2 separate regions of the Sus scrofa genome follow, and region 2 is linked to region 1. The links are chromatin contacts, called in public Hi-C maps. All regions are on one chromosome and are shown on one strand. The core of a region is the stretch at or near the end of the contact, and the rest is flanking DNA. Distances in the headings are between cores, read along the strand shown. Region 1 overlaps DOCK8 (dedicator of cytokinesis protein 8). Region 2 holds the start of LOC100156293 (COBW domain-containing protein 2).

Region 1 (4,134 bases), core at 715-3,214:
AATTCCTAATCATTTGAGATCACGGTGGGTGGCACATTCTCCCCAGAAGAGCTGGTGGGTGGCTCTGTAAGAGACGGCAGATGGAAGATTCATGGTGGAAGATTCATGGTCTGATCCACCATGGCCCTTCTTAGCATTGTAGCTGCTATATTTTCAGAGGGTTGAGTCTCTGTCTTAGGTAAAGAAAGAATAGCCATTTCTATTACTCAATTTTAGGGGCTGTAGCTTTTCCGCTAGTAAAAAAAGAAAAGTTCTGTTGCTTTTCTTTAGATTTACAGTGGGATCACCAGAGGAAGATTGGGTTACGATACGTGAATGTCTGGCCCTTCCCAATCCCACTGCCCCACTGAGCTGAGGCAACGGAATGAACATTGCTGATAAACACTGAGGTGTTCAGACCCAGTAAGAGCTAGAAAGAGGAGCTCTCATGTTGGCCCTGAAAGCCAATTCCCCCAGAAATGGTGGATTTGAGGAGAAGGCACCCCCCCCCCAAGATACCTTGCTACCACATGTTGGAAGATGCACAGACGTGCACCTGCCAAACCTCTCAGGTTAACAGCCCTTGAGGCTGCCAGCTAATCAGGTCATGGACCACCACTGCAGAAGTCATGCAAATTAGGCCACATTTTGTTTCGAGGCATATGTGAGAAGATGACCTTATCATTGGATAGCTTTGTTGAAAAAGAGAACTTTTTTCGAAGACTCTTTGGGCAGAGGTAAGCACAGACAGAAGAGTGAGTTGGCCAAATGGAACCTTTGGAAATGATGAGGGACTCACAGGGCACTGAATCAGATGACTTGGTACTGTTCCCTCTCCCATTGCCTGCTCATTCTGGGATCTTAAACAGGTTGCTTACTTTTCCCAGTCCCATTCATTTATCTGTAAAATGGGGAAAGGGCACTTGCTCTTCCCATTTCCTAGGGTTGTGAGGATTGTGAAGGTAGTGTGTGTGAGTGTACTTTGTAAACCATGTCAAGGAGCACCATTACCCACCATAGCCAAGACGTGGAAGCAAACCCAAGTGTCCATCAAGGGATGAATGGATCAATGGAATATGGTATATATATACAAAGGAATACTATTCAGTCTTAAAAAGAAAGAAAATTCTGACATATGCTGCCATATGGACAAACTGTGAAGACGTTATATAAGTGACATAAACTAATCACAAATGGTCAAGCATTGTATAACTCCACTTATAAGGGGGACTTATAAAGAAGTAAAATTCACAGTGACAGTAGAATGGTCGGAAAGAGAAATGGGAATTACAGTTTCGTGGGTACAAATTTCCAGTCAGTAGATAAGAAGAGTTCTGGAGATGGATGGCAGTGAGAGTTGTACAACAATACAACATAATGCCACTGAAATACCACTGAAAATGGTTAGGATGGCAAATTTTATGTTATGTATATTTTATGACAAATAAAATTTAACACTGTTATTACATTTTTTCTATCATATTTAAACAGTCTAGGTTTTCCCATAAGGGTTCCATTTCTTTTCTCTTATCCAGTTTATTTAAAGTAGTTAAAGTTATTAGGACAGTCTCTTCAAATCAGCTCCCCTCTTGCAGGTGTATGTTGGTCTGAATACTATTTAAGACAGAGGAGCAGGTCAAGTACACTGAGCAAACACCTCAGTTCTACTTAATTTCTACTTTAGCATTTTGGGGGAAAAGACCCCTAGAAATGACACAATTTTCAGCAAGAGAAACTCAAGTGACTCAATTTGTTTTTTTTTTTTTTTTTTTTTTTTTTAGAGAATGATAATATATGACTATCCCGGTGGCACTATCTTTCCACCTGTGAGAAGGGCTGCCACTTATTTATGAAAAATGACCAGGAGGCTTAGTGTCAAGCATCACAGAGGGGAATTCCTCCAACCACAAAGAGTATGGTTACTGCATCTAACAGTGGCCTGATGTGCTTCCTGTGGGGGTGAATGAGCGCCTCAGACAATAGGGCTGACTTCCTGAACAATGCAGAGGGGACGGAACAGCCACTTCCCCTTAGTCCTCCTGCTGAGGGGCTAGGAGGTTCCCCCTTCCAGGTCAGCTCACAAGGGCTAGAGTTTGCCTTTCTGTACCTGTTACTTGATACAGAGCTAGCTCATCGGCTATTCATCTTTGTGCATAAGACAAAAACTCCTAACTGCGTCCCCCCCTCCCGCCACTCCTACTGGTAGCATTGGCTTGGGGAGGGTACTATGGCACTGAGAGAGCCCCATGCCTGTGCAAGCAGTCAGGCTGGCTTGTGTTCTGAGAAGATGAATTAGGGAGGCTTTGCGACAGAATTGGAAATTTATGGCACTTTGAGATGACCTGGTCTAACAACGTCATTGACCAGAACTCAAAATCTCAGAGACATCCCAGGGCTGAAACATAGTCTTGAATCCAGACTCCAAATGCCCTAAGAGCAAACCAGGTGACGCCTAAGGGGTCCAGGAATCGACTTCAAAAAATGCATGACCTTCCTAACAGGGTATGAGAAGATGTCATGCTTATATTCTCTTGCCTAGGTAGAGCATTTACCAACTTAATATTTTCCAAAGACCCTATGAGTTAAAGAAGTGGAAGAACTAATTTTCTAAAGCAGCAGTCTGCATAGAGGAAAGGGAGGCATGCAAGCACTCCAGGGGGTAGACAGGATAATTCATATGAGTGCAGGAAGAAAATACCATAATTTACTTTGATTTATTTAGTTCATCCTTCAGAATTTCTCACTGATGTATGTATCATAATATATATAATATTTATTTTATTATTTTATTAATTTAATTTAATTTAATCTGTTTAGGCCACACCCATGGTATATGGAAATCCTCAGGCTGGGGGCTGAATCTGAGCTGCAGCTGCCGGCCTATACCACAGCCACAGCATCAGGGGATCTAATCCACATCTGTGATCTACGTTGCAGCTCACAGCAATGCCAAATCCTTAACCCACTGAGTGAGGCCAGGAATCAAACCCACATCCTCATGGATACTAGTCGGGTTCTTAGCCTGCTGAGCCACAACGGGAATTCCAATATACATAACATTTAATATGCAAGTACAAAGTTAATACACACATATTTAAGATGTGTGACTTTTTAAAGAAAAACACACACAATCAAAAAGTTTGGAAACAAATGCTTTGAAGCAAAAGTGGCTCATGAGATGAATCCAGATTGCAAGACACGCTCTGTTTGAATTGTGTAGTATTTAAAAAGGAAATGAGAAAATATTTAAGAAGTCAGGAAATTATGTACAAAAATCTGGATTTCTAGTTTCTCTTAAAAAAAAAAATCAGACAATTGGGAGTTCCCTTCGTGGCTCAGTGGTTAACGAACCCGACTAGGATCCACGAGGATGTGGGTTTGATGCCTGGCCTTGCTCGGTGGGTTAAGGATCCAGTGTTGCCATGAGCTGTGGTGTAGGTTGCCGTTGCGGCTTGGATCTCATGTTGCTATGGCTGTGGTGTAGGCCAGCGGCTATAGTTCCAGTTCGACCCCTGGCCTGGGAACTTGCATGTGCCGTGGGTACAGCCCTAAAAAGACCAAAAAAAAAAGGCTCTAATATGTAGCATTTTCTGATTTCTGTATTGTAAATATTTCCACCATTCTACCATGGTCAATTTCAAACTGCCTATGTGACTGCACTGAATAAAGAGTCGAGAGAAGAAGTATACAATAAGTAGGCTCTCATGAGTTAGAGCAGACTCCAGGGCACCATTGGCTTTCTCAGTTATTTATCTCGATGTAGGCCATTTGGCTCACTTACTTACCTGCACGCCTAGCCTCAGTGTGTGGCTTCCCTGCTGTAGAAGAGTGACTGTCACAGGTTTGACGTGAATAGAATCTGGGACAAGCTGACTCCAATCTCTGCTCCTTCTACTACCTCACGGCTCCCCACTGTTAAAGTGTGTTGGGGGTCCTCCCTGATTCAAGCTCTGATGATAAAGACACAGTCTGTATCCGAAAGGTGAGACAAACCTCAATGGACTGGTTGGAGCGCTGATACTTACTTCAGGGTCAGCAACTTGACCAATATTCTGTTGCCCAGGTGTTCCTTAGGACATTCTGGTACTGGACGTATTTCCACAGCATCCTCCTGTTATTAATCACATTAGAAGAGAAATGAGTTGTGAATTTCCA
Region 2 (4,134 bases), core at 797-3,296, 130 kb after region 1:
TTATTGTGAGATAAATTTCCATTATATGGGTATACAATATTTTGTTTATCCATTCATCAGCTAATGGATATTTGGGGTTCCTTTAACTTTTGACCACTCTATAAAACTCTTTTTTTCTCTGACTGAGGCTACACTCTAATACAGCAAAAATTTGTTCATCATCTTGACTGAGCCATCTTATAGGGAACAGGTTGCTCCTAGTGAGAGATAAGAGATGTTAGTATAATGCTCAGCCAGTCATATAAGGGAATTTGCAAGAACTTGCCTGAGAAAAATGTAAGAGAAGGTGGTCAGGGCTGTAACAGCTTCTATTCAGGAAAAAATGTTGGTCACTCAGTGCTGTTCATAAGAGCAAAACTTGGCAAGAGTTGACAGACAATGGATAAATAAATTGCTGCAGAGACATCACAATATGTGGAGTTGGAATAACAATGGTAGAGTTGGAAAATTAGCTAAACCTAGGAGATATTTTTTGGTCTTTTTTTTTTTTGTCTTTGTCTTTTTAGGGCTGCACCCATGGCACATAGAGGTTCCCAGGCTAGGGGTCCAACTGGAGCTGTAGCTGCCAGCCTAAGCCACAACCACAGCAGTGCCAGATCCGAACCGTGTCTGCAACCTATACCACAGCTCATGGCAATGCCAGATCTTTAACCCACTAAGCAAGGCCAGGGATCGAACCTGCAACCTCATGGTTCCCAGTCAGATTTGTTTCCACTGAGCCATGACGGGAACTCCATATTTTATATTATATGATTTTTAAAAATAAAATTCAAAGACAAGCAAAATTAAACAACACTTTAACTATATATGTGTGTATTTATCACATATGTATATGATAGAATTAAAAAGAAAAGAGGGAGAGATAAGTTACCTATAATCAATTCATGACAGTGTTTACTATCTTTGAGGAGAAGCAGAGGGTTGAAATAGAAAATGGCCACGGAGAGCACATGTAACTTATTGGTAATATTCTTAGGTTAGGGATGAGGCCAAAGGCACTCATTGCAAATGTACATAAATATATATAAATATAAAGGAGGGCTATTATCAACAAATAAATGCACAACCTAAAGTTTGAGAATTATGTTTTACTCAGTGGACATACTGAGGATTCATGCACATCGCAAGGAGCTTCTCAGCTCTGACGGACTGTTCCAAAGAGGTCAGGGAGGAGCCAGGAGATATAGGCATTTTTTGCAACAACAAACAAACAAATTCCAGGTAGTCAGAACATCAAAAGACTACTGTCAGTTAAAGAAAGCCAGATATCTCAAGTTAATGAATTTAATGCTTTTCTTTGTGGGAAGATGCTTACATGAAATCATTTCTTTGCTGTGCACCTTAACTATCCAGGGCCATTATCCTGTTTTTCTCCACCCAACATCCCCTCAGGGTAAACTGTTGAGGTGGCTGCGGAGGCTGATGGCTTGATGGCCTCAACATCCTTTGTTTACTGATTTGGCGGGTGACATTCTTTGTCCAGACTATCCATATATTGTTGTCGAACGTGGGTGAATCAAAGAATATAATACATGAACTCAAGTTACCTGAGTCCAAATAACAAATATGAAAGAAAAATAAATAAAAGTAATGCATGTACATCGTAAAAATTTAGATATACATGTAAAATCTGAAATTATAAAAAAAAGTTTCACTGGTTCAGGTAGAAAAATTACAATTAACTTTGTAGTGTTATACCTTCCCATTCTTTCTCCTATGAATTAAAAAAAATGTTTTAATGATACTAAGAAATGTCAAGTTGATAACTATTCCCTGTGGGAGATGTTTAAGCTAAGCTACCCACTCCAGGTTCCAACCACCCCGACTTCAGCCCTACCGTCATCCAGCCCTTAGTTATTTTGGCTGCAGGTGCACAGACACAGCCTCCGGAATTGTCCCTCAGCCTTAACAACTCCGCCCAGCTTCGATGTTTCAGAGAACACGCCCTGGAGGCGGGCAACAACCCCTAGGGGCGTGTCTAAGAGCCGAGGCGGTCCTCAACCCAGGTAATCCGGGGCGGGATCCCGGGGGCACCATGCGTCGCAGCGTTATGACGTCAAGCACGCGCCGCGTGTTTTGCGTACGCTCCTGCGGGTGGGTGTCGTGGTCCCAGCTCTCGAGCTTAGGGAAAAGCGTGTTGTGCTCTTGGCCAGCATGTTTCCGGCTCTCGGCTGTGTGGATGAGGAAGAGGAGCAAGCGGAGGAGGATTGCCCAGAACTGGTCCCCATTGAGACGAAGCAAAGAGAGGAGGAGGAGGAAAAGTTTGACCCCGGCGCTAGGATCCCAGTCACAATTATCACCGGGTATTTAGGTAACTAACCATCCCGGTCAGAAAACGCAGTGAAAGCAGGTGTCCTGGGATTTGAGGGCTGACGGTGCCTTAGGCATCGTGGCCTTCTGGCAGACAGAAAATGTCTTAGAGGTAGGGGCTGGGTCAGTTGCTCACCATATAGGTTGCTTTTCATCTCAGAGTTAATGATTCCCAGACTTCTCAGCGTTAGGATCATATTTATCAAGTGAGATTGAAAATTAGCCTGGCATTTTTGCAACTAGTTCAGCTTTGCAGTCTAAGGCCCGGACCCGCCCCTAATTAGCCATGTGACCTTTAATGAGTTACTTTACCTTTCTGAAGCTCGCCTACCCCACTCGAAAATCGAAATACCAGTCACTTGTCTGAGTTTGCTTTTTTGCTTAGTGGGGCGAAACACTTACTTGATAGTCTATTCCCGTTAAACACTGTCTTTGCTGAAGATACCTGACACCTGAGGGCCATTCCTCAGTGATTTTCCTTCCCCACGAGCCAGTCTCTTCCAGTCATTGGTGCAAATCACTTCTATCTCAAACATTTTTTTTTTTTTTGAGGTCTGTTTTTAAAGTACTGTAGGAGAAAGAGTAAGAATAAAATTACTCTGCCGTGTAAGACTGTATTGCTCAAATTGATGATTTTCAGGAGTTCACAGGATCACTTGTATTCATAATTTTGTAAACATGGTACAATTAAGGATAGTTTATGCCCTCACACTAGAGGTGCTTGACTGGGAAACTTTGAGAAGTATTATTTAAAAACCTACAGTTAAATAGAAGGGCTAGAATAAACACCATATTTAAAATGTGGGGAAAAGTTAGGAAACATAAATAAAGTGAAATGATGTGGGGAAAATAATGCCATTCCTAGATGCTGCTAGACAAGTACAAACCTGATGTACCTGAGGACCTTTTACATAAAAATAGGGATTAAATCACTGGCATTTCCTTTTTTTTTGCTTTGTAGACTAAGTTTCTTTCTTTTTTCTTTTTAGGGCCACATCTGCAGCATTTGGAAGTTCCCAGGCTAGGGGTAGAATGAGAGCTGCAGCTGCTGGCCTACACCACAGCCATGCCAGATCCAAGCCTCCTCCAAGATTTGCACACAGCTCACTTGATCAAGGCCAAGGATTGAACCTGCATCCCCATGGATACTAATTGGGTTCTCAATCTGCTGAGCTACAGCGGGAACTCCAAGTTTATATTCATTTTTACTCAAGATTAATTTTATAACGGCGTTTATTTATTTATAAAGGAGTTTCCCCACTGTTTTTCAGAGGATGTTCTCCTGAGAAGTTGAGCAAATTCCTTCTCTAAAAGAATATAGTTCAGATTTGCTTTCCTACCCCTATCCCCGTTGTTGCTCACTCATAGATCAGAAGAGTATTGGAGATAATGGTTGACGGTTAGGAATGAGGACTAAGGCCAGAAACTTTGTTGCTGCATATAGGGAATAGTATCTACTTCTTCTTTTTTTTTTTTTTTTTTTTGGCTGGGCCCTTGGTGTGTGGAAGTTGCTGGACCAGAGATCAAACCCAAGTTATCGCAGTGACCCAGCTGCTACATGGACAATGCCAGATCCTTAATTCGCTGTGCCACAAAGGAACTCCTCTCTGCTTATTCTGGGCCATTTTCTCTTTTCTTGAAACATTGTTCTGCTGCTTTCCACACATCTTTCTTCTGATATTTCCACCTACCTCTCTGGCTTCTTTTAAAATTTTTTCCCTCCTCTGTCCTTCCTTTTAATTTCATACCGAGGTAGTTTCTATTTTAATGTCCTGCCAACATCTCAGACTGAACAAGTCCAAAACTTCGTGTTACCATCAAATC

Evidence for each region. A called contact is a pair of places that touch in the nucleus more often than the background predicts.
Region 2: a contact with region 1 is called in a Hi-C map of alveolar macrophages, with 2.6 times the contacts expected there. The contact joins the promoter of LOC100156293 here to the enhancer-like site in region 1. A contact is called at or near these places in 2 of 5 promoter capture datasets (both in liver), 15 of 47 Hi-C or Micro-C datasets (alveolar macrophages, blood, brain and 8 more) and 2 of 2 datasets of contacts at active chromatin or transcription factors (alveolar macrophages and skeletal muscle).

Annotation. Positions count from the first base shown.
Region 1 is chr1:221,387,912-221,392,045 of Sscrofa11.1, forward strand. It overlaps DOCK8 (dedicator of cytokinesis protein 8), which reads right to left. Exons shown (of 49, transcript XM_003121929.6): 7 at 4,005-4,090. Among named protein-coding and RNA genes, the nearest start is that of C1H9orf66, 100 kb to the right of the region's middle. Within about 2 kb of position 1,965, at least 6 of the 83 cell types and tissues checked have an H3K27ac peak or open chromatin away from gene starts, as enhancers often do. A contact at or near this core is called in alveolar macrophages, where this site is marked.
Region 2 is chr1:221,519,267-221,523,400 of Sscrofa11.1, forward strand. LOC100156293 (COBW domain-containing protein 2) reads left to right here and starts at 2,047. Exons shown (of 13, transcript XM_021064587.1): 1 at 2,047-2,311. The coding sequence starts at 2,155.